Regions from separate parts of the Mus musculus genome. Here all the other regions are linked to region 7. Evidence: chromatin contacts called from public HiCAR-type, HiChIP or PLAC-seq and promoter capture Hi-C data. All regions are on one chromosome and are shown on one strand. The core of a region is the stretch at or near the end of the contact, and the rest is flanking DNA. Distances in the headings are between cores, read along the strand shown.

The links. Promoter capture Hi-C pulls out the DNA fragments that hold promoters and counts their contacts. HiCAR-type assays count read pairs that join an accessible place to other places. HiChIP or PLAC-seq counts read pairs in DNA pulled down with a chosen protein or histone mark.
Region 1: a contact with region 7 is called in an H3K4me3 HiChIP or PLAC-seq map of embryonic forebrain, with 11 times the contacts expected there. The contact joins the enhancer-like site here to the promoter of Ppp2r3a in region 7. A contact is called at or near these places in 3 of 39 promoter capture datasets (the 3T3-L1 cell line and pre-B cells) and 5 of 115 datasets of contacts at active chromatin or transcription factors (astrocytes, differentiating embryonic stem cells, embryonic forebrain and 2 more).
Region 2: a HiCAR-type map of astrocytes shows a contact between it and region 7, with 4 times the contacts expected there. The contact joins the enhancer-like site here to the promoter of Ppp2r3a in region 7. A contact is called at or near these places in 2 of 39 promoter capture datasets (cranial neural crest and hippocampal neurons), 3 of 115 datasets of contacts at active chromatin or transcription factors (astrocytes, embryonic forebrain and stem cell-derived neural progenitor cells) and 1 of 9 other capture datasets (embryonic stem cells).
Region 3: a contact with region 7 is called in a promoter capture Hi-C map of pre-B cells, with 7 times the contacts expected there. The contact joins the promoter of Armc8 here to the promoter of Ppp2r3a in region 7. A contact is called at or near these places in 2 of 39 promoter capture datasets (liver and pre-B cells), 1 of 484 Hi-C or Micro-C datasets (pre-B cells), 1 of 115 datasets of contacts at active chromatin or transcription factors (astrocytes) and 2 of 9 other capture datasets (adipose tissue and liver).
Region 4: a HiCAR-type map of astrocytes shows a contact between it and region 7, with 8 times the contacts expected there. The contact joins the promoter of Ephb1 here to the promoter of Ppp2r3a in region 7. A contact is called at or near these places in 6 of 39 promoter capture datasets (3T3-L1-derived adipocytes, the SN4741 cell line, cranial neural crest and 2 more), 6 of 484 Hi-C or Micro-C datasets (cortical neurons, embryonic stem cells and nephron progenitors) and 7 of 115 datasets of contacts at active chromatin or transcription factors (astrocytes, embryonic hindbrain, embryonic midbrain and 4 more).
Region 5: a promoter capture Hi-C map of hippocampal neurons shows a contact between it and region 7, with 2.8 times the contacts expected there. The contact joins the promoter of Rab6b here to the promoter of Ppp2r3a in region 7. A contact is called at or near these places in 2 of 39 promoter capture datasets (hippocampal neurons and pre-B cells).
Region 6: an H3K4me3 HiChIP or PLAC-seq map of stem cell-derived neural progenitor cells shows a contact between it and region 7, with 8 times the contacts expected there. The contact joins the promoter of Ky here to the promoter of Ppp2r3a in region 7. A contact is called at or near these places in 5 of 39 promoter capture datasets (the C10 cell line, cranial neural crest, frontonasal cranial neural crest and 2 more) and 2 of 115 datasets of contacts at active chromatin or transcription factors (embryonic forebrain and stem cell-derived neural progenitor cells).

The regions. Positions count from the first base shown.
Region 1 is chr9:102,543,628-102,547,073 of GRCm38.p6, forward strand. It overlaps Ky (kyphoscoliosis peptidase), which reads left to right. Exons shown (of 11, transcript NM_024291.3): 11 at 1-2,612. Among named protein-coding and RNA genes, the nearest start is that of Gm29387, 14 kb to the right of the region's middle. Within about 2 kb of position 1,299, at least 90 of the 459 cell types and tissues checked have an H3K27ac peak or open chromatin away from gene starts, as enhancers often do. A contact at or near this core is called in embryonic forebrain, forebrain and neural tube, where this site is marked.
Region 2 is chr9:102,421,728-102,425,418 of GRCm38.p6, forward strand. No RefSeq gene overlaps it. Among named protein-coding and RNA genes, the nearest start is that of Ephb1, 69 kb to the left of the region's middle. Within about 2 kb of position 2,419, at least 85 of the 459 cell types and tissues checked have an H3K27ac peak or open chromatin away from gene starts, as enhancers often do. A contact at or near this core is called in astrocytes and embryonic forebrain, where this site is marked.
Region 3 is chr9:99,567,383-99,570,827 of GRCm38.p6, forward strand. Armc8 (armadillo repeat containing 8) reads right to left here and starts at 1,517. Exons shown (of 22, transcript NM_028768.3): 1 at 1,220-1,517. The coding sequence starts at 1,264.
Region 4 is chr9:102,352,907-102,356,277 of GRCm38.p6, forward strand. It overlaps Ephb1 (Eph receptor B1), which reads right to left and starts at 1,787. Exons shown (of 16, transcript NM_173447.3): 1 at 1,376-1,787. The coding sequence starts at 1,433.
Region 5 is chr9:103,110,182-103,113,422 of GRCm38.p6, forward strand. Rab6b (RAB6B, member RAS oncogene family) reads left to right here and starts at 1,893. Exons shown (of 8, transcript NM_173781.4): 1 at 1,893-2,045. The coding sequence starts at 1,976. It overlaps Gm46128 (a long non-coding RNA gene), which reads right to left and starts at 3,086. Exons shown (of 2, transcript XR_001779270.2): 1 at 2,345-3,086.
Region 6 is chr9:102,504,289-102,507,635 of GRCm38.p6, forward strand. It overlaps Ky (kyphoscoliosis peptidase), which reads left to right and starts at 1,850. Exons shown (of 11, transcript NM_024291.3): 1 at 1,850-1,990. The coding sequence starts at 1,855.
Region 7 is chr9:101,250,473-101,254,090 of GRCm38.p6, forward strand. It overlaps Ppp2r3a (protein phosphatase 2, regulatory subunit B'', alpha), which reads right to left and starts at 1,360. Exons shown (of 14, transcript NM_001161362.3): 1 at 1,190-1,360.

The DNA of each region.
Region 1 (3,446 bases), core at 49-2,548, 1.3 Mb after region 7:
TGATGACCTGGGCCCTGGGCAAGCAGATTAGCCCCAGCAGTTATCAGATACCAGGGATAGTGTCTGATAACAAGATGTTGCTCCTTCCTTACAAGCCAAACCAAGCTGAGGGGACCACCACCTGCCCCCTAGAGAAAGTGTTGGTCTCTGTCTCTGAGGAAAGCCCTATCATAGCCATTTTCCCTCCTGTCTTTCTCTGAGATGACAACCCCTGCCCTGAGTTCAACCTTCCTTCCATTGGGAACAGTTGAGGGCCTCTTACTTGCTCCGGCCTGTCCTAAAAAGCCTGAGCTGCCTAGCTGGCCCTCAGCAGCACCTGAGGCTGGTGTTTCCATGGCAACAGCTGAGGGGGGAAAAGCAGGCTGCTGCAAACAGGGAAGGCCTGAGGAGAGCCCCCCGACAAGAGGTTCCTGCAGTAGCATCCCAGTGCACAGATGTGCTCCAGGAGGGTCCCTACCAAATTTCAGGGTTCTAGGACTCTGCTCACTGTGCCTGTCTCAGGACCACCCCCCCCCCCAATCCCTCACTGCTCTCTAAGGAATGTCCTCAGGCTCAGCTGCCGCCAGAGCCAGCCTGGGATACTCACAGCCTCTACAGTCAAGTCTTTCCTCAGTAAGAGCCCATCAGACTCCTTCGATAAGTGGCTGACCCCTCATGCTAGATCCTGGGACTATAGAGGTGAACACAAAGGACTCAGCCATAGGCACCCGCATCTCTGGGTGGGCAGTCTGCCAAGTGGAACCTATCTGAAGACCTAGGAGCCCAGAACTTCAGCTCTTCATTCCCTTCTGCCCCTTTCCCACAGGTCCCCACTGCTACCCACCTGATACCACATAGCCCCCCTCCACCAGACTGGGTAGCCTCACTTGTGATTAGCATGGCTGCTAGGGGCTGAGCTGCCTTGGCTCATGTCCAGGGTCCTCTGGCAGTCTCAGCCCATCAGCATCTTGTCACTCACGCCTGGAAAACGCACCAAAGTGGGGTGGGGTGGGGTGGGAGGTGGCGTTGTCTCCACTACAAGAAGACGGTGGAGTTTGCACTGCCTGGAAACAGCCTTTCCTCACCCCTTTTATTTTATGAGCAGTAAGAACTGTGCTATGTTTTAACGAAATAGTAAGTGCTTCGGCGGTCCCTGCCACTCGCTAGACACAGCCGCGACAGCCACTGCTAGCCCTGCAGAAAATGATCCCCATGTTTTTTTCAAAACAGCATAATTAATCTATTCTGGAGCTTGTGGAGGATGCTACCCCACAAAACAGGAGCTGTCCTCAGCACCAGAGACCCAGACCGAGCCTCTCCCAGCGGCCCGGGTCAACCACACGCTCCGCCCTCCTCATATAACCAGGTAGTCCCTTTGTCAAGGCAACTGTAGGTGCACTCGGAAAAACGCCTGCGTTTCTTTTTACTGAAGCAAAGATACACGAAACCGAATCCAATCTTCATGAATTTTTACACGCATGCTGCTCAGCCTGAAAATTTGGAGGCTGCGTTTTGAAGGCTTTTTATTCAAATCCCCCTCTTTGTCTGCTGGTCCACGAGTCTCATTGGCCGATCAAATGGCACGAGCGCCCCCTGGTGGATCACGTGCGAAGTTGCCACCGCTGCAAACCCCCAAGCTGGCTCTTTTTATGATGTTTGTTAAAAATCACTAGGTGCTTTCTCGTCCCTTGCGGACAAGTTATGCTGTCTACGGCATCCACATCGTGGATAGTTATCCTCGTGGTTGATATGCCAATGTCAGCGTTGTCTTGCAGACTGTCAGAAGAGCCTGGGGAGACTTCCCTGGCCTGGCGTGGTGAGAAGATAGGATGGGATTAAGAATTGAGCATCTTGCCCAGAAAGCTTTTCCTGAGACAGAAACCCTGGGCACAGGAATGCCTGTCTGGGGTCGCTGTGATCACACTCATTACTATGGCAATGACAGGCTGAAACTGATCAAACTCAGCGTTTTGCCAGGCAGGCCCCAGGATGGGCGCCAGGGTGCAGAAGGATGGGGCGTGGTGAGGCAAAAGGGTGCAATTAAGCTCTTTCAGCTTGCTTCAAAAGTGCCACCAGCTCAGCTGGACTGTTCTCTGTCTGATTGTGAATATTTTGAGTTCTCCATATGTTACATTGTCCCACGAGGACGGACTCCTCCCGGCCCACAGAGATTAAAGAGACGTAAATAGATTAACTGAAGCATGAAGGATTTGAGCTAGATATAAAGAACCATTTCCTGTTGTGAAGCAGGAGGGACACGTTGCCAATAAACTCTCGGCGAAATTCTCAAAGGACTTGAAAAGGAGAAAAGTTCCCGCAGTGGTCCGGCATTTTCTTTGCCGTGCTTACTGAAGCGGTTGGGTTCTCCCTCCGCTAACTCGTAACTCTTAAACAGTACTGGTTGGCCGGCAGTAAACACCAGGTTAATGGTGTGACCATATAGCTCACTGTTGTGGGATTTCAAAGGCCGTTTATCTGAGGTCTGCCATTTCCTTTCATCTGGAGTAAGTAAAGCCGCAGAGGTGACTATTTCTCCCCGTGTGTGCTGAGTAGTGTGGGCCACTGGCTGTTAAAGATGCTGTCCTCACATTGTTGCTGGGGTTCTTTTTCAATAAAATTTATATTCATTTTTATCCAACAATGTAATTATCGATCCATCCTTATCGCTGCTCTTACAAGGAGAAAAAAAAAAAAAAACAACCAAGGGGGGAGGGCAACACTTTCATGTTCAAAGGATGCTTTTAAAAAAAAGAAAAGATCAATGTCCCCGCCATTTGAACGTGATGGGGAGATGCAAATGGGGTGTTGGGCAAATAGCGATTCCACATTAAAGAAAACATAATTAGGTCAGCCCCGGCCCTCCGAGGCTCACGTGCCTTTGAAGAATCCGAAGACCACGCTTCCTTCATTGAATCTTGTTTAACTTGAACATTTTAAAGTCAGCCCAAATTTCTTTTTAGAGTGGGAGAAGAAAAACGTGCCAAAATTTTTCCTGTCAACCTACTTTTGGGGTGCTGAATATATGCTATACGTTTCTTGATATTCACGCACACACTCGAAACTTTCCAGGTTGCCTAAACTGATTACTCGTAAATTAGACATTTAGAGGACTGGAGGAAAAAAGAAAAAAATGAAAATCTAGACACCTCTGAGAAGCTGCTGTAACCATGGAGACCATTCTCATAGCTGTAGTGTGAAGGGCAAAAAGATTTGTGTTCCCAAATCTGAGCTTATCGCATCCCTCATTGCCAGACACAAAAACCCGAGATGTGTTACACTTCATCCTTGGGGTGGGGGTTCACAGAGGAATGCAATCCACGGGTAAGGGAAGTTTCTAATGACACACTATGGAGCAATCGGAACAAACTGTCTCTAGGTCTTAGGTGCAGTAGAAGGACAAACTCTTAAATTATTGGAACGGGCTGCAAGTTCCCAACCAAGAGCTGGAATAGACTGACCTCCGATGT
Region 2 (3,691 bases), core at 1,169-3,668, 1.2 Mb after region 7:
GATGGTAATATATATGCCCAATGCTCTACTCTATACACACCCCAAAGCAAAGCCACCCCTTACAGCTGCTGTTTTTAACCTCTGCATTATAGGCCATCGTATAAATAGCCTTTGCCACCTGTGATCTGTCCATGTCCCCACACCCTGCCAGCTCCTTGGGGTTTGGGACATTGTCTGAAGCTTCTCTATGTCCCCTCGGTCTGGCATATGGAGGGATCTTGACAGATGACTATGGAATGGACACAGTAATTATCTGAATGTTACATAACTGGTAGCCTTTGGTTGGCATTTTGAGTCATCTCCAGTGGCTCAGTTCTTGAAATAGTGTCAGCAAAGTCATAGCCCACATAAATCACCAATGGCCGAGCCTATCTTCACCGGTTTTCTTAGGCAAAATTCCTAGATGTGGAATCATTGGCTCCTGGGATAGGAAAAAAACTCTGGCTTGTTGAAATCACACTGCTAATTTGCCTTCCAAAACATTGTCCCAGTCTGCACTCTTATTAGCAACTGACCAGAGGACCTAGGGACCAACACTTCCTTATAGAAACTTCTGGTCTTCATTCCTTGACTGAGAAAATAACAGGACCCAATAAACCAGACCCAGGAAGACAAGAGTGGCGTGATCCTGCTCATGAGTACCACCCAGACTAGTGGACCTCATTCCAACTGAAGAGAGAATGGTAATCACCAGAGACTAGAAGAAGAGGGGGAGATAGGGGGAGAGGCCCCTCAACAGGCAGCAACTTGTAGTAACATAGGAGAGATAGAGTTCTGGTGTTTTGTGGTCACTTTAGACAGAAAATACCTACTGTGTGTTCAAAAAGCCCAGGGAAAAGGATTTTGAATGTTTTGTTGCTGTTTTTACCACAAAGAAATGATGGGTGTTTGAGGAGACACATTTAAACATGCAGCCACATGTACATATTTTAAATATCATGTGACACCCAATAATAATTACCTAATAATGTATAGATGGCTGGCTCATTTTTTAAGGAGGGGAGGGGGACTGAAAATCTAATTGTTTTCGCTTAATTACTTGAAAAGGGTTCAAGATGTTTTTGAGTCTTACGAAATGTGGTTCTCTCTCTCTCTCTCTCTCTCTCTCTCTCTCTCTCTCTCCCCTAGAAATGTAATTATGCATTTGTCTGTTTCCAACATGCACAACAGAAAGCAACCTCTGTGGCCCAACTTTGACAGTTCTAACCACTAGCTATCCAACTGTGGCTTCGTCATGGTGGGGGTGGCAGCAATTCAGTGGAGGCTCTGCACATGGGAGGCGAGCCTGTTCCTTTTAAGCTAGAATCCCAACCCTTTGTAGACATTTTACTATGTCACAGAGTCTTGCCAAGTTGCCCAGCCTGACCTGGAACTCCCTGTGTAACCGGGTCAGATGTCCTCTCTACCTTTCTGCATCCCTTGTAGCTAAGATTACAGGCCTGCACCACCAGGCCTGGCTCCTAATCTTGTTTTGTTTTTTGTTTTTTTTTTTTTTTTTAACCTGTTTCTTCTTTACCACACACATACAGATAACTATTTGTCTTTGGGTTTGGGTTTTGTTTTGCTTTGTTGCTAAAATAGTTTAGAAAACTCTTAGACCCCCATAGCACTTAAGGGACAGTCAAGGCTCACTGACTGTTTCCTGAGCAAGAAACTCCCCTTAACACCACAATGGCAGGCTTCTTTATAGCTTCTCCGAGCGCTCCCTCCCCTTCATCACGCCTTCGAGTTTCATTCCATCTTTGTCGATCTAAAATGTGGTTTTGCCCTTTTTTTTGGCCCACCAGCATGCACTCCCCGGCTCAGTCGTAAAATATTGCAGCCATGTACTTGGGACATTGAATGGCCAAGGCCTTGTCAATGTCACCCAGATCCAAGGGAGAGAACAGTCAGTTTGCATTTGTGGAGCTCATAAACAATGAGCCCGTGTTTGCTAAATGATCGGCCACTTTAATCAAACCCATAATTCAACAGCATTAACACTGTTAAATCTTAATTCGTCTTCATTACAGGGTAGCTCGCAGCTCCTGTTGAGGGTGGAAAGGAGGTTTCTCTCTTCCTCTCTCTCACTCAGTGGGATTCCTTTGTCGTCCTGGGGCTGCAGATCCTTCTACCCCTCCTACTGCTTCCCGGGGATTGCCAAGATGGTGGCAATGCCTTTCTTTTTTCTTCTTTTCAAAGCTCAGTAGAAGGCTGTTTCGCAAATGCAAACTGCCTGCAGGCAGAGCAGAAAAACAGAGGGGCAGGGAGGGAGAGATGGGAGCAAGGCATGTCTGCAAGACAGCAAGAGTAGTTTTTAAAAAGCAAGTGCTTGCAAAGACATAACCGCAGCCAGGCTGGAAGAGGAGAAGGCCACTCCAGCCCCGCTGCTTCGGCAGGCCGGTCTCTGTGCTAATCCCAGTGCGAGCAATAGGAGCTGCAGGAATCTGAGCCGCCTGCCTGACTTCAGCATCTGGCTTGGTAGCCAGTTTGCGGATGTGGACAAGCTCTCTGTCCTGTGAGTGAAGAAATACCATCGTCCTTTATTAACCAGTGTTTGCATTCGGGTCAAGCTTTAACTCTGCCAGTGCTTCAGTAAATCCTGGCCTGGGTTTATGAGAATAGGAGAGGGAAAGAGGGTGGGGAATCGGGGCCGGGTGTGTGTGTGTTGGGGGGTGGGCAGTCGGGGGGGGTAGTGCAGCCTTCACCCAATAATATCAGGGTATATTCTGGCTGCATGTATACACACACACACACACACACACACACACACACACACACACACACACACACGTGCATCTATGTCAAGCTGCAAGCTATAGAGAGCTTTGTTCCAAAATGAAAGCAGCTGTCAAGTGGTAAACAAAGAGGATTCTGGGGGATTAAAATGCTGAGACCTTCGCTAATGTGCACCGTGGCCAGGTGGTGCCCGGAAGGGTTTTGAAAGGCTCGAGGCCGGCACGAGGTGTGTGAAACCGGAGCTCAGCCTTTCCGTGGAAAAAGTCAGGGGAGAACAAGAAGGAGACAGGCTCTCTAGCCCTGAAACGTGTTTCCAGAAGAATCTCTCGAATTAAAATAGATGCACTCCCAAAATAATCTTGTTTTGAAACATCAGAAATCTTAGGAAGAGGAAAAGGCCACCAGCAAGCTTACCCTTTGACTCCGGTGTGGCCCTTGCTATTTATAATGCATTTTTTTCCCTCGCGCATCTTAAAATAATCAACAGATATTATCACATTAACTCTTGCAATCCCCCTTGTCCTTCCTCAGACTCCTGTCCTTTAGGGACTACAGAGGACAGAGTCTGGGCACTGGTGGCTACACCCTCTGAGGCTCTTTCCCCTGTGACTCCCCAGGACTCTCTTGGCCTGGGACAGCCTCCTGACAGCATGGTCAGTCTTTGGTCATCTGCACAAATGCCCAGGGAGAGGGACTCGTGCAGGAGGGAGATGCTGGAGCATGGAGCTGCCAAGATCCCAGCAGCTTCTGTGATCCGGATTTCTGCTGCAGGTCTCAGCTGACCAGAGTCACCATGTGGGTCAAGGCAGCGAACTGATCTCTGGGGCTTCTTGACTACTTATTGCTTCACAAGTAGAGTTTTGAAAAAGTTATATCCAAGTACATGTCCAAATGATCCGTATGAACCAACGTTTAAAGCTTAGGAGTCAAAGTCAAAGTCAACAGGTTGCTTTAATTAGAAATCCAGCTACTA
Region 3 (3,445 bases), core at 267-2,766, 1.7 Mb before region 7:
GTTGACCGTCTTCCAAAATTGCATTTTGCACTGTAGAGTGACTTCTGTCTTTTTGGGTAGCCAGCATGGCTCTAACCAGCCCTGACTGGAGTGATGTACCTAGTGCCTTTGAACACAAAAGTGTGTTTGTGTGAGAGTCAGGGAAGAGGAAAGAAACCGGTTGGAGTTGCAAGACTATAGGGAATCTGACAAGCCATCTATAATCCAACTGCCATCTCGGTAAGTCTCCACAGGTCTAAAAGATGATTCTTTGCCCGCCTATTTCTTTACTTCCAACAACAACTGAATCATTGGTAGGCTCTATTTGGAGTCCAACTGCTAAAATCTGTGGTCAAACCTCCCAGAGTTATCTCCCAACAACACTCATTCTTGTTCATTTCATTCCTGGTCCTGTTTTTTGTTTTTGTTTGTTTGTTTAAAGGACATTATAGCGGAAGGCGAAAGTCGCCTTCTTTGCTTTTTGTTGTTTCTTTTTAATTTAAGAAAAAAAAAACCCTGATATTTCTTCTAGGTATATCAATACGTTCCCTTCTTTCAAATACTGGGGGAACCTATTCTTTTTCATTCCGACTTTTTGGTCCCTCCTAAAATGTTTTGCTCTCCCTAAAGAAAAATCAAACACCGGACATTAGAAACATAGTTTCTCTAGTCTCGGAGCCCGGACCTCAACAGCAGAGCACAGCAAAGCGGTTTAAATAACCATACACAATAGCGCGAGTTGCAGCTGATGTGAAAACCTCCATTGCCAAGAAGCAAGCGGTGTTGGCAGGTGCCCTGGTGGTAGGGACTTGACAGAAGACGCACAGCCCTGGTCTGGCAGCTCTGTGCTGTGGCAGCTTAAGAGTTCGCACCTCTTCTAGCCACAGCCCTGGAGAGCGAAGTGGACTCTAGGTTCCAGGCCTGTCCTGAACCCTCGCAGGCAGCGAGCTCCGTCCCGAGAAGCAACAGCGCAGGGAGGAAGACGGGAGAAGGCTCGGCCAAACCCAAGCCGCGCCCATGGGCCGGCTGCCTGGAGCCCGACCTCCCCGCCGGCCGAACGGCCGCCGTCCTGGGAACCCGCACCGGTGGGAGCTCTCGAGTAGGAGACGCCTCCGACTCGGCCCGGGTCGCGTGCATCCCAGCTGAGGCCACCGCAGTGGGTGGTGCTCGGGAGGCTCAGGGCGCCGGGGTAATGCTGTGGGCAGGACCGGGGTTGCCCCGCGCCGGGCGGGTCACTCACCGAGAGGACGCTCATGCGGATTGGGGTCTCCAACAGGCACGCCATCTTGAGCCTTCCCACCCGGCTGCTGCCGGCGCCGGCGCGCGGCCGGCACTTTCGACAGCCACCTATGTGACCTGCAGCCGGAGCCTCTGTAGAAAGCCCAGGCAAGCTGCCCAGAACAGACCGCGCCCCAGGCGTCGCTCGAGCACCGAAGGGGCTGGGCAGAAGGGCGAGGGATTGGGAAACCGCGCCGGACCCCGGCTTACGAATCGTCCTCTCAGAAACAGCAGCTACTCTCGGCTGGGGTCAGAGGTGGGCGCGGGCAGCGGCCTCCGCATGCGCAGAAGCCTGCCTGCCCCACCTTCCGCGGGTGGGGGGCGGAGCCTCACCCTGGCTCGACGAGCTGTCCGCACTCTTAAATTTCAGTTTACAGGTTTTCTTTCCTAACCGCTAGTAGGTGGAGTTACTATCTACGGAGTCTGAAGTTCACTTTCACATTCATTATCTCACTCTACACCATTCCCTAGTTTCAGTATTCTCTCCCTCTTAAAGCTGGAGAAACTGGTCTCAAAACTAGGTCTTCTGCCTGCAATGAAAATCGCCTCACGCTTCAACAGTTAACTATGACCTGCTTTATTTAGCGTTGCGTGCCCGACCCACTTACTCTGGTATATTGGTAAGAACGGGTTCTCCACAGCCAGGACGCCTGGATTTAATCCTAGCTGCTTTTCGTTAGTGCCAATATTTTGGAAAGGTTCTTAGCCTCTTTATATTTATTTCACTTCTCCCGACTGTAAAATAAGGACTAATGAGAATAAATGGCCCAATAAACAACAACAACAACAACAAAAATGCCTGGAATGTGGAAAGCCTTACGTTGTCTGTGTGTTAGAATTATTTCCAGCCTTTAGGTCAAATGGGGGATGGAGAATTAAACTATGTGAATGTTTCCTACTAAAATATTCTGAAAGTAAAGCCATCCCTAATTCAGGTTGTTACCTCAACTCCACTCACCTCCCAGTGCTCTTTAAGTAAAAGCATATCTCTCCCATTGTTTCTCATTTCCTCCTGTACTTTAATGTCTACATTTATTGTATCACTTATCACCCTTGCTTATAAGTCTCTTACAAAGTGTTGCACTTCTGAAAGCCTGGAAGTTTAAGAGAACCCTGGTGCTGTAGCGGTATATCCTAAGCTCTGTAACTACAGTCTTTCCCACTCTTTACACAGGAATTATTACTCATTCAGTAATTTTATTTAAAGCCAGATTGAGCCCATTTAAGATTGTTAGCCTTGTCCTAAATCAAGTCTGTGAAATCAAATGTGTTGTATTCTTTTTTATTCTAGTACATATTACCATTCATAAATACATTTAAATGTTCATCTGTCCACCCATGTAACACCTAAAATCACGTCCTAGTATGCCTGCTACAACCAGGCAAATTGTAATTGTATATAGCACACAAAAGCATTGACAATTGTACAATAGTCTCTATATGTGTGAGCTATACCTCACCCAGAAACTCGGGCAATACATCTTCTAGGAAACCCCTCCCTCGAGGAAGAACTAGGTGACTCTCCCAACTCCATATATTTTCTTTAAAATGATTTTTCATTTATTTATTTATTGTGTGTGTGTGTGTGTGTGTGTGTGTATGTGGATTCACACATGTCCTGGCCAGAGGACAGCTTAGGAAGCAGGTTCTCTCGTTTCATCTTAGAGGTCCAAGGATCAGAGTCAAATCATCAGATTTAGTGGCAAGAGGTTTTACATTTTGAAACATCTCCCCAGCCTGCATCATGATTCCTTAATTTCAGGCATCAGTATGTTCCTGTAACATAATATCTCTAACAATATATTGCTTTATATATGTGTGTTTGTGTATGTGTGTGTGTTGATTATAGAGGTTTGGGAAAAGTAACTTTATACTAGTCATTTCAGGGAGACTACAAAAATTTTATCATCTTGGTTTTTTTTTTATCTTAATGCCTACCATAGGCATGTATTAAATGTTTGTTGAATAACCACTTTTTGCTTTGTTTCAGCCTGGGACAAGATAGAAGTATAGGCAGGTTATTTGGGAAGTACTTCCAGGGAACATAATTGGTGAATCTAAAAGGAGGGGGGTGGAACAAAATCTATATAAGAGTTTGCTATTGAGATCATTCTATATTCTTCAAGGGCCTCTGAGAAATAAATAGAACATCATGCTGGATTATCCATCTTGAGGCTGGAACATGTGT
Region 4 (3,371 bases), core at 537-3,036, 1.1 Mb after region 7:
ATTGCTGCTTCCTCGCTTACCCATCTCCACGGAGACTGAGCAGCGGTAGTCTTTGCCATGGCTAAGACATCTTCCCTGCTATGACCAAGAGGGGCACGGGTGTATGCCAGTGCTTACTGGAAGGGTTAGAGACGCTGGACCAATGTTGGTCTGGAGTTTCCACTGAACGAGTCCGTTTCACCTGGAACCTGCAATCCAGTGGAGCCAGCTCTCAAATGGGAACACAACAGGGGAAACAGAGAGCTGCGAACCTTCCACGAGGAATGTCCCTACGGGTGGAGTCCACCTGGCCAGAGACATCCATCGGGATGTGGGGCTTCCAGCAGGGGTGGCGTGGCGGCGGCGCCTCACCCCAGAGTTGCTCTGTTCGAGATAACTCTAACTGCTCCTTCTCTACTGAGATGCGTCCCTGGAGGTGGCGGCCGCCGCGGCTCCGCAGGGAAGGTTGGGGGCGGGGAAGGGGGCGGGAGGCGGGGAGGCGAGCAGGGATTTCCCACGGGATTCGCGGGAGCCCTGAGCGCCGGGGCTCCTGGGTGCGCCGGGTAAGGGGTCCGCTGAGCGGGTTTGGCTGGCCACCAGCGGGAGGCACAACCACGCTGAGCCAGCAGGGATGGTGTCTTGGCTCGTGGGCTCGCAGCCACGCAGTCTCTTCTAACTGCCGGATGAGTTTAAGCACCGCCAGCACTCACCCAAGCCCACCCCTGCTCCAAAGCTCAGAAGGCGAGAAAGGCGTCCGCCTCGCACTTGCTGTCCCTGGAAGATTGCAACCCGGCAGCTTCTAGGGCTGATTTCCCCCCCAGGGTGCGGTCAATGGATTTGGCCCCTCTCGTTTGGCAGTCACTTGCTGGGGTACTAGTAGGACCTTCTGTGATCCCCCAAGCAGCCTGCCTGCGGAGCCCAGAGTCCGGAAACCTCAGACTGCGAAAGGGAGACAGCAAGCTACCGCTCGCCAGCCAGCGCATCCAGGCCCGGGATAGAAAGAGCCGAAGGTGCCGACTCTAGGAGCCCAGTGGCCCGAGGTATCGCTTCCCAGACCAGCTTCGCCCAGAGCTAAGGAGCTTGCACCGCAATGCAGCGGGATCCAGGCTCTCTAAGCCGGAGATGTCCGGTGATCGTGCTGTCTGGGAGCACCAGAGCGCAGGAGCCGAAAGACTCTGCGTGCGAACGAACCTGCTGTGGGCGCCCAGGGTCGGCGCAGGGCATGCCTGTGGGTACCGCCCCATCCCGGTGCCCCATCTCTACCCAGGATCGGTGACATTCTCTCTCTCCAGCACCAGGATGCCCGGCCGAGCAGCCAAAGGAGCCCTGCAAAGCGCGCGGCACCCATGAACTGGCAGCCGGCAGCCACCAAGTTGCTCCGCGAAGGGTACGTTACCTTCCATCGCGGCCACTGCAGATGCCAGGAGGAAGAGCAGCAAGCAATCCAGGGCCATCGCCGGCCAGCGGCCCCCAGGCCGAGCCCCAGCGGAGACGCGCCGCGTCCCAGGGCGCCGCTGCGCTCCCGGCGGGTGGCTTCTCCGTGTCCTTTCGCGCTCTGGCCGGGACCGGACTCCCCGGAGCGCGGCGTGGGCGTGGGCGGGAGTGTGCGCGCGTGGGGCGGTGCGGGCGCGCGTGGATGTGGGTGTGCATGTGTGTGTGTGTGTTTATGGGAGAGGTGGGTGTGTGCGTGCGTGTGTGAGAGAGGGTGAGGGAGAGCGAGCCTGGGAGAGCGCGCGAGAGCGTGTGCGTCCTGGTGTCACATTGCGAGCTACAGCGGAGCCTACGGGAGGACAGAGCGGGCCAGACTGACGGGGGAGGGAGCGGGATCCCCCACCATCAGCTCTCTCTCCACCCCTAACACCTCCTGTCCAATCAAGGAATCAAACCTGCAAAATTCCCTCATCCAATCAGGCGCGAGCACCTCCTTACACTGGCATTGTTAGTTTAAGAAAAACTTTTGCTTGCAAGGCTGTGTGGGAGGGTTAGGAAGGCGCTAGGAGGTGATCGCGCTCCCTCTTGTGGTGATTTAGGAGAACTGCAGCCTCGCACGCTCGCTTTCCCCAAGCTGAAAAGGAGGGGCTCAGCCAAGAAGTCAACTGAGGTCCCTTATGCTTACAGACACCCCACAGCTACTCCTGACTATTCCTATGCAGAATGCCGCCACCCTATATCATTTTACTAATCAATTTTGTTTATTTTTGAGTCTTGTCTGATCTCGTTCACTCAGAATTCCTGGAACCTTAACAGTGTCTTATTCTTGGCATGCATCTGTGGAGTGAGTGAATATGGTTTCAAGACTTTATGGCCGGCTGCTCGGGGGTAGTTAGAACACCCTGTGGGCTTCCTATCATATCCTCAGCTGTATATCTCCAAAAGTCTCTTCCCAGGTGGATCTCTGAGCATCCACTGTAGGGCCTGCTGTCAGAAGACAGTCATAATGGGAAGACATGAAGAAACAGCCGAAAGTCTGACAACTTGTTGGGGTATGGGGAAGGGAGACATTGCTTTGAACCAGGCCTGGAGGTAGGTGGGAAGGACTGAGTTCTGCAACCACAGGAAAACCAGGCTCCAGAATAGAAGTGGTTTCCCACCATCAGCTCTGATGATAATGCCCCATTTTGCTGTCTGTTGATCAGGTCAGGCTGTTTCAGATCCGGCCCTGGCCTTGATGCTTGTCAGAAGCTGTGTGGCAGAAGGTCCTCACCTCCTCCCGCAAGGTTAGGGATGCTCCTGGAAGACTCATGTGGGAGGGGCTTCAGCCCCCTCCCCAAACCTTTTAAAGACATTAACATCTGGCAACTCTCCTTTGGGAATTTAGTTACATTGATTCCCCACCCTGGGTACTTACTCTGTCTTTCACAGACACTGCCTCCCTCTTCACCACCCCAGCCACACTCAGACCCCTGATTCTGACAGGTCTTTGTTTCCCAGACTTTGACACAGGCTGTTTGTGTCTTCCCCTACCATCCACCCATCCGGCCTCAGAACCTGAAAGGATGACGTCAGTGACCGCTGCTTAATCTTCCCTAATACTACCTCAGCTGCTCTTTGTCCCTCCACAGCACTGTGTCTTGAAGTCCCTTAAGTGAGGGATGCCCCTCTCTGACATGGGTGAGTACTGGGTCTTTTGCAGCTTTGGCAACACTCTCCACAGTCCAATTTCACTGCCTACCTGTCTTACTACTTCTTGCCCTTCCTCCTTCATCCCTCCAGCCTCTAAGAGAGGAATCCCCAAAGCTCTTACCTTGAAACCCCTCCCCCTCCCTGCACTGGTGACCAACTGCATCCATCCCTGTGGATGGATTATAGATAGATGATGGATGGAAAACAGACTGATGGATGGATGGATGGATGGATGGATGGATGGACAGACAAATGGATGGGTGGATGGA
Region 5 (3,241 bases), core at 643-3,142, 1.9 Mb after region 7:
GCTTAGGAGTAGTTCTTTCACTGCTGGAGTGTCCAACTTCTAGCTACGGAGACACAACATTGCAATCTACAAACTTCACAATGTAAAACCAGGCAATGGGATCAACAACAATAAACAAAAACTTGCCCCAAAAAATGTAGAAACCCATCCAGTATCTCATAATGTTCTACATAAGATTACAATATTGTGTTGTGCTGAATTCAAAGCTATCCTGCAAGGCATATGGCCTGTGGACAGTGGGTCGGACACACCTGCCAAAACTTTCCTCAGCCCATGCTGGATCCCGAGACAGCAACACACTCGGGGCAAAAGTAGGGTGGAGTCTGAGTTATCTTAGTCTGGTGCCCAATCTGGCATGCTTATATGCTCAGAGGGATGACCTCCGACTCCAGGGACTTCAAACCGAAGAAGACCACAAGAATAGAACAGTTACTCTGATTTGAGAGTAGTTTTAGAGGTTAATTCGAGCATTCAGCAACTGTTTCCTAAACTCTAGGTGAAGTGGAACCTCAGCTGCTTCCATGGAGTTTCCTGTGAGGGCTCAATGTGCGGTGGGAGACTCTAGTGGGTACATTCGGGGTAAATTCATAAGTGTCCCCTGGGAAATCCGTAGGCACGGGTGTGTGTGTGTGTGTGTGTGTGTGTGTGCATTTCACTCCTGGCTTGCTTTGTGTAACATACACTACACATTCCAAACAGTCCCAAACAAACATTCCCTGAATGGCCAGAGAAGGTCAAGACCAGCAAGTGGCTGGAGAGGAAGAGGGGAGGGGCTTTGTAAAGCCTCAATTAACCCGATGCCTTAGAGTGTACTGCTTGGGGACTGCGTTTAACCTTAGTCTGGCGTCTACTCCTTGCTCTCACGCTACTGTGTGTGCCCTGCAAACTTAGAGGTCGCTCTCTTATACTCTTGTAGCTCATTACCCGAATAAACCTAACTAGCAGGGCGCAGGAGTGTGGTTGGGCTGACGGTCTCAGGATCAAAAGAGGCAGGGCATTGTCTTTGGGTTAGTGGAGCTGTCTTCTACCAGGCAGGTTAGGTTTCAAACCCTAGTAGGCATATCCTGTAAGGGTGTCTTCTCTCTCACTGGCCAGCTCCTCTGGGGACAACCACAGATCCCCTCCGCATGAAGAGTCTGAGCCTAGCTAGATAGGAGGTAAGCTAGAGGCCAGCAGGGGCCACCGAGGAGCCATACCCCAGGTCTGAGCCAGGTATCCGCACATCTTCCTACTCACCACCACACCACACACTGACCCTTTCCTATGTTCCCGCCCTGTCTGACCATCTATCTGGGTCTGAGACGGAAGAAGGGAACCGCATTTAGGTGTCAAAGACCAGAAACAAATGTCCTCTTGACCAAGTCCTGTCTTTTTTTTTTCCCCCTAGGTGGGTGGGTGAGACAGAAGCAGCAGGGCAGAGCAAGACGCTCCAAAGAGGGCACCTCTCTTAGGCTCAAGAGGAGGTGGCTCTCCGGAGCCGGCTGCCCGGGTGGGGGCTGGATGGCGCACGCCCCCCAAGCCCCGCAAACCCACGGGCTCCGCATGACATCAGAGGCTTGGGAGCGCGCAGAGCGCAGGCGCGGGCGGAGCAGGCGGGCGGGAGGGGGCGCGTGGCGCTGCTCGGAGAGCGCTCCTCCGCCCAGCTCGGTCCCTGCGCCCCGCTCCGCCCGTGCCTCGCTGCCCGCGCCGAGCTTCGGGCGTCCACAGCGCGCCCGTCGCCCGTGCAGCCAACGCCACCCAGGGCTGCGCCGCGCACCCCGCCTCCTCCCTTTCCGCCGTCGCCGCCGTCGGACACGCAGCCGCAGGCCGGGGCCCGGCCGCAGCTGGGGAGTCAGGGGCGCGCGCAGCCAGCCCTTCCCCCTCCGGCTCCCGCACCGCTCGCCGCCTCCCCTCGCCCTCCTCCTCTCCCCTCCCTGCTCCTTCACCGCTTCCTCCTCCTCCTCCTCCTCCTCGCCCGGCCCCAGCTGCCAGCACCATGTCCGCAGGGGGAGATTTTGGGAACCCGCTGCGAAAATTCAAGTTGGTTTTCCTAGGGGAGCAGAGCGGTGAGTACTCGGCTTATTCTCTCGGCTCGGAGCCGAGTCTTTTCCCCACGCCGCCCATTCAGCCACCCCACTAGGGACCCTCCCAGCCCTGGCTCGCCAAGGCCCTTCCACGCCCCGGTAGAGGAGAGGGATGCAGATGGGGAGATGGGGCTGGCTCGGGTGGGGCCGGGCTGGGGAGGACCAAGGGGGAAAGGAAGAAGGTGGTTCTGGGGGTCAAGGGATGAGGGTGAGTGTGAGATCTGGGTACGGGTACCCGGTGCAGGTGCGTCCGGGAGGACCGAGGGCGGCGGCTGGCTCACCCGCTCTAGGCGCCGGGCTCGCGGGCTCGCTGACTAGCTCGCACTGCGGCACAGGCTGCGGAGCACTGTGCAGGTGTCTGGGTGCCGGCGAGGGTGTGGGCGAAGGGACAGGAGCCTCTCTTGGGAGAACGAGGTGGGGCTGGGAGCTGGTTGCCCCCACCCCAAGGTTGCGCCCGAGGGGCTCCCTGCGGACCCTGCCTGGAATCTAGGGAAAGGACGCGTCCAGCTCTGGAGCAGATTGCTGCTGGGAAATGGGGAACACGACACCTGTCCCTTTTCGAAAAGAGTGGGTGCAAGTGGTAGGGTAACTGGGCACTTAGCTTCTCTGGCTTACATCCGACTGGGCAGAAGGTTCTAGACTCACTGTCCTTCACTAATGTGTTAGCCTCTTTGGGGCTTAGGGGTGTGGATCGTGAGAGTGAAGATTCTTCCCATAGCAGGTGACTTGGGGGATGGTACAGAGGCGTCTCATATCTGTGAGCTTGGCACTGGGCAGAGAAAGGCCTAGGCGACACGCCCTGCCTGGCTTCCCTGCCCCCTCTAGAGAGCATCAGTGGAGCCGGTGGATTCTCCCACCCCCCATCTCCCAGCTCACCGCCCTTCTTGGGGGAGGGGAGGTCACCGTGGCAGCCAGCCAGAGCCTAAGGAGGGGGAGAGTAAGGGTTTCTTTGCTGCCCAGGAGTCTCCCCTCCCAAGTATCTGACACCCAGGTTGGTCCAAGGTGGGAAGCTCAGACAGAAGAGCAGCGACCCCTCTGATACCTGTGGGAAGGAGTACCTCCTTGAGAGCCTCGGTCCAGGAGTCACATAACCAGGGGGTTACAGACATAAGCTGGGCTTCTGAGCATTTCTGCTGGAAGAGAGGGGGATCCCGGGGGGGGGGGGGGCGGGATTCCCA
Region 6 (3,347 bases), core at 600-3,099, 1.3 Mb after region 7:
CTCAAACAGCATCAACTGTGTGTGTGGGGGTGGGGGGCAAGTCTCTTAACAATGGCCAGGTGGGGACATATCACATGCAAACCGTACCACTGTCTCTTGAAGGACTTAGGCCAGTGGTTCTCAGCCTTCCTAGTACGGTGACCCTTTAGTACAATTTCTTGTGTTGTGGTGACCCCCCAGCCATAAAATTACTTTTGTTGCTACTTCGTAAATGTAATTTTGCTACTGTTATGGACTGTAGTGTAAATATCTGATATGCAGGATATCTGATCTGATGTGTGGTTCCTGTGAAAGGGACCTTTGACTCCCCAACCCTAGGGGTCTAGACCTACAAGTTGAGAACCACTGACTTAGAACACACTGGGTGAAGGAGGTGAGTGCAGGTCCTCATGGTTGCCTAAACCACCTCCAGGACCCAGCAGGTTTGTATAATCCAGTCCTTTCTTTCTCAGCCTCTGTGTGTGTGTGTGTGTGTGTGTGTGTGTGTGTGTGTGTGTGTGTGTGTGTGTGTGTGTGTTGACACACATATAGTCAGGGAATAGGGCTCACTTTAGCAGAATGAAACCTATCTAGTCCACCATCTGTCTCCCCTGTCCATCAAGAGACTCAGCTGTCTAGCTACACCAGTTCAACATTGTTAGAAGCCGACAGACATCCAGTTAGAGAAGACACAGTGGCGACCCAATGCTGAGACAATGGAGAGAAATGGTCCAAGGTCACATGGCCAGCAAGTGGTGGCACTGCTGCTGGAACATAGCTTGTATCAGAGTGGCTGTTTCAAGGACAAGGTGGAGAGCTCTCAGGAGCCATGGACCAAGGTGGAGTCACAGAGCAAGCAAGGCCTCCTGCAGAGGTGGCATCTATTACCTGTGTCAACACAAATTAGGGAATTGTCTCCCACCTGGTTGAACCACAGTGCCAAAGGCTCCCAAGCAAAAGCCATGTAAACACTCCTTGGACCTACAGCCAAATGCCCTGTCGCTGTTGGCTGGGCAGAGCAGGCCTGGCTAAAAATAGAAGGGGCTCTCAGGTCCAGCTCCCTGACAGCAGCTGGCAGCTCCCAGTTCCTTTCTTTCTCTCTCTCTCTCTCTCTCTCTCTCTCTCTCTCTCTCTCTCTCTCTTTCTCTCTCTCTCTCTCTCTCTTCCCCTCAGGCAAGAGCTAGTCTTCCCGAAGGAATGGGGAATTTTAAGACCTCCATCTCAGGAAAAATAAGATTGTTAGCTTGATGCCCAGTACATATGACCCAGGGTCTGACACAGTCATCAATGACAGTTGGGGACTTCACCATAAAGCCTCAATCTACGAAAACTATCGACTTTCACAATCTACCCAAGGGAACAAAGAAGTCAAGGCTAAAGATGTGGCCAACATCTGCTCACTCTGCAATTCAACCTTCTTGCCTTTCTTTTCCAAAACTATACCAGTTCTGATTTGAGGTTTCAGGGTTGGCCAGTGACTTCTCTTAGGGGATAGATGGTGGCTATGAGGCAGCACTCAGCCCAGCCACAGAGAAAACTTTGCTGGAGCCCAATACCTGCACTTCCGTTGTACAGGGAGGAAGGGTCATAAACCCTGCAAAGTGCATCCTGGGTGCAGTTCAGGGCCGCGCCCGGGGATTTCCTTTCAAAGGTGACTTAGAGGCACTTCAGGAGGATAGCGCCCTCCCGGGCGGGTTCTAATGGTGAATTTGGCAGAGTCAGCGAAACTGCGCCCGGCGGACCTGGCGGCGGGGCAGCGCCCTCTCCCGCGCCCTCGCCCTCTCCCGCGCCAGGCAGCAGCGCGCACGGGGCCATTTGCAGCCTAGGCAGCCTCGCGAGCAGCCGCTGCGCGCGGGCCGGGAGGGAGGCGGCACCATGGAGCTGAAGAAGGACAGCAACGCTGTGGCCATCGACATGCTGCTCATCGTGCACTCCGAGAAGCGGCGCGCGGCGCAAGCCACGCACTTGGACCCGCAGGCGAACCCGGGCGCGCTGCTGCAAAACCGAGGAGGTAACACCCGCCTGGCCCGGGTCCTCAGAATCCCTGGGCACCTCGGCCACTAAGCCCCCGGGTCCTCTCGCCGGGGGGCGCCTAAGCAGCACCCCCCTCCCCAACGAGGCTAATCCGAACCTCTCCGAACCTCTCCCAGACCGCTGCTTGTGCCCTGGCGCCAGGGCACCTGCGTTCCTTGGCAACGCACAGCGCACTGGTTGCCCCAGGCCTGTTTTCTCCCGCTATTCTCTGAAGGGTGCAAAACACATAGAAAAATGCTCTTCAGAAAGAAACCAGGGCCTTAGGCTGATCACGTGTAGCAGAGGCCTAGTCCCCAGTCAGCATGCAACTCACCATAAGTTACCAGGGACCCCAAAGGGTCCCTGTACTGAGTCAGACTTTAAGATAACTTAGAGTCTCAGTTTCCCCTTTCGTAAGCCTCTCTTTTCGCCTCCAACAGATATAAGGACTGAATGGGTGAAGGGAACCTGGGCTGGGGTGGAGTAGTGTTTGAAGTCTCCTGACCGTACTTGAATTTAGCTTCAATTTTACTTCTTCTGCAGACTTTGGGAAAACGAAAACTGAGAAGTGATTGCTTATAGGGTGATTGCAGAAGGCAGAATCTGCCTCTATTCTACACACACACACACACACACACACACACACACAACTTGTATAGCGTATAAAGGGTGCCGAACGGACGCTCAGGAAATCACCGAAAAATGTAGGGGCCTCGTGGCGCTGGTCTTGGAGGGAGCCTCTGAAGCTGACTTGAGGGTCTAACTCTGCACCACTTCTTTAGCAGAGATGCCTGCCGGCTGCACAGAGAAAGATGACTGCTACCATCCCACTCTCCCTCCAGCTCCCACGTTTCTTGGGACCCCCTCCCGCTGCTCTATCTGCCCCCCACTCCCAGCTTCTGTGCGCATGATGCACCCACAGCCTGTCCACCTGCTGTGCGAGGGCAGCGGTTCTCTAGACAACCTTGATCCATCAGCCACATGCGCTGGAGCTATGATGCAGCCCCTGGGGAGCTGGAAGGGAGGCATTAAGGGAAAGAGAGACTGGAGAACTGAGAGTGTTCGCAGCAGTTAGAGTTTAGGACGGAGTGTGAGGACGGGAGCTGTTTAGGTTAATAGATCCTGTAGTTCTCCGATGCTGCTCCTGGGAGAAAGGATTAGACCCTCTCAGGGTCTTTGAAGGAGAAAGAAAATGTCCTCCACGTCTTGATGGGAATGAGATGGCGCCCGTCGCATGTAACACAATCCAGAAGACCGCTCCCCGAGTGTAGTGAGGCCTAGTTCCAAGTCAGCCCAATAGTCCCCACCGCCCAATCAGAGTCCCTTTGCTTCTGACACCAGAGAGGATAAAGAGA
Region 7 (3,618 bases), core at 110-2,609:
GAATAAATTGCATGCAAATCAGGAGCCGTCTACAGATTTTTAAGAACGCTTTCAGTAATCGTCATGGAGACCAGTGAAAGAAACTGAGATAATTTTTAACGATGCCAAGGAAAGCCCTGTGTTTACTACAACACGAGCCTGCTGCCTGCTTAGCTGGACGCCCATGCTCTGACCTAGTATGGCAATTCTTAGGGTCCCTGTGCTTGATGCTCTGTTTACAAGAAACTGAGGCCAGACACTAAGGAAGAACAAAGAAAAATGCCTGGCACCAAAGAGGCGGGGGACGTTTTGTACATAACTGAAGATCCGTGGAGGAACTCTTTTCCAATTTTGAAAGGCACTACAAATCATCCTCTCCGCTTACGTGTTCAAGCATTTATTCTATGTTCTTAAACTATTTTCTACAAAGAAAATACCTTATAATTTACAAACAGCAATTTGTCCTCCCCCCTCTGCATCTGCAGACCATCAAGCGGGATAAAATTTCCCTAGGCTTTATCAGAGTGGGAGGAATGGAAATAATGTGAGCACAACACAGTTCCGATGCAACATCAACTCCAAGCCGGGCCAGCTGGTTTCCATCGAGCGGTCCCCAAGGAGAACGCCCCTCAAGCCTGCAGCCCGGCCGGCGCGACCGTGGGACCGGCTGAGGTGCTCGCAGCTCAGCCACTCGGTCGCCCGATACCTTTGTTTCAGGTGCCCCTGTGCCCAGAGTGGCTGGGATCCCGCCCGCAGCCCCGAACTGGTGACACATCCTTCTTTGGCCAAGTCGGGCCGAGGCCGGGCAGGGGGCGGGGAAGGAAAATAAAGCCTCAGCGCCTAACGACGTGACTCTCAGTTCTTCCAGAACCTTGGCATTTGCTGCCCTGCCAAGCTTTCCTGTTAACGAGTTCCCGGCCCGGGCGTCCCGCGAGGTGGGAGGCGCCGGCCATCCGGCCCCCTGGCCTCCTCCGCGGAGCTCCCGGGCCACCGTTCTCCACGGCCGCCAGCCCCGGGAGTCCTCTGGCGTGGCGTGCCTGCGCTCCACCAGGAGTCCCTTCACCGCGCGCGGCCCCTGCGGCCAGGCCAGACCCCGCCCCCGGCCCCGCCCGCCCCGGTCTCTGTGCGCCGCCCCTCGGCCTCGCCAGCCCGTGGAGGGCCGGGGGCTCCCAAGGAGAACCGGCCTAAGGCCCCGCGTCTGTGCGCCTACCTCAGTGCCCGCTGCTCCTCCTCCCGCGGCTGCCTCGGCTCGCAGGCGACGCGCACACGCCACCCCGGCTTCCCGCAGCGCGGGGTCTGGGCCGCTTACGCCGCGCGTGAGGAGCCGAGGCCTGAGCGCGCCCCGCCCAGCCGCCCAGCAGCTTAGCTGCCCGCCAGCGCCACAGCCCCGCCCACTAGCGCCACAGGCCCGCCCACCAGACACGCCCCCTCGGCCCCGGCCCCGCCCACCTGGCCGTGCTGGGTTCCTCCCACTCTCCTTCCTCCGAAAGGGGGCCCTGAGGGGCACTGCGAGAGCCGTCGCCTCGGCCGCCGCTGTGATTTACTTAGTGTAATGGAGAAGGCTATTCGCACTATTTGGGGACTGAATTTCATGTTAAGAGTATACACTTTATGATGGCCGTCATTATTTTTATTACCCTTCTTACTGTCCTCTTCGATAACTGTCCTGCTCTTCCGGGAGGCTATCCCATCTGACTACAGTCTACACTCTTACTGTGGCCCACACCAGCATGCTCCTATTCGCTCAACCCAAGTTGTGTGAATTTTGAACGAAGAGTTTATTTATTTATTTATTTTAAGCGAATTGTTAACAGAATAAAAATTGTTAAATAAACAAAGCTATGTAAAACAAATGCACAACTTAATGGAGTGTTCTGAAACATTTGCAATTTTGATTTCTTAAGCTTTGACCCTAGCTAAAATAATAAGCGAGGTTTGCTTTTACTAAAAGTGGGAAATAAATGGGCTGACTGGGCTAGGGATGTAACCCCGTTGGTATAGTAAACGAGGATAAAACCACATAAACTGGGAGAGGTAATGTATGTCTGCAAAGCTCTGCAGAGGTGGAGGAGGCTAGATAGAGAACAAGAAGTTCCAAGTGTTTGAACTTTGGTGACATTGCTGCTACTTTGAGGCCAACCTGGGCTACATGAGTACCACAGCTAAACAATAAAAATAATGCAGTTCAATTCTAAATTAAAAAGTCAATCAATCATTATGTAAGCACATAGGTAAAACAAGCAAGCCAGTCAGGGGAAGGAACAGTACGTGACATTTGGTCACGTAGAGGTGAAGAACCAGATGTAGATAAGACTTTAAAGAGCCAGGCATTAGGCAAACTGTGAGAACAGGCTCTGCGTACGTGTTTTATCTCTTCCTTTCTGTCAACATTTCTTAGCAAAACAACAGTTGCTTACAGAGTGCCTTATGTGTACATGTGAAATCATATGTGATGTGTACATACATTTAGGTATAGATGGTGCATACAAAATGTATACAATTTCACATTCTGTAGCTATGTGTAAGGTTGATTATAAGAAATATATTTTTATTTTTAAAAGAAAAATGTATATAAAATTGCCTCAAACAGGCTCTACATCCTGAGTCATTTCACCAAGTTAATCTTTTTAATAGCTAGAATGTGGTCTTCGTTGTCTTGAAAGAAGAAAAACCATCACACACCCAACTTTATACTTTCCTATTTTAAAAGTCCTTCACCATACCGCGTTGAATATCTTCTTTTGTGTCAGAACAATCCTGTGAAGAAGGAAGGGCAAGACACAAAGAAGTGACAAAGGTCACAGAACAGTTTTTGATGGTAAGGACAGGAAGTACACAGAGAATCACAGAACTTCAACACCTTACCCCCTGCCTTTACCTTTGGACTCCTGTGGGGCCTTTGCCCTCCATTTACTTACACAGTCCACTGGAATGAAAAGGACATAATCCCTCCTGGGTGTGGAGGAGCATGCCTGCAATTCTAGAAGATTAGAAGTTCAAGGCTGGCTACGGGTCATAACAAGTCAGCTAGCCTGGGCTGCATGAGAATCTGTCTCAATAAGTAGGAAGTAAATAAATAAAACCCCTGTTCCAGAAAAGGACACAATTTCATGCCTGGAAATTTGATTCAATACAATAGAACCATCCTCTATCTTAGTGAATTACCAACTTATCACAGTTATTGAACTCCAGTCTCTAAGGAAGGTGTTATGGATAGAATGTACAGTCTTTGTGCATAGTCAAGAAATAAAGAAATATTTGAGAATAAATGAGAAATTTGTTATCATAATAGAGGAATAGTCTTGAACAGAGTTCTTTTGTGGTAGGGAGAGAAAATGGTATACATTTTCTCAGGGAAGGGGACATCTGAACAACTTTATGATGAAAAAATATACAGCAAGAATAATGTCAAATATCGTATGGTTTTGTTGCAAACATACAGAGTAAAAAATTCAGAAATAGAAAGAACAAGAAATGTTGTGCACTTTCACTCAAATTTAACAATTATTACTCTTTGGCTAATTTGTTCCATCTGTATGTTTTCTTTGCTTCTCTGGGTTATTTTGAAGAAACTCATATTCAGAGTATTATTTCACCTGTAAATATTTCACTCTGCATCATTAACTGGTAAGACCTACT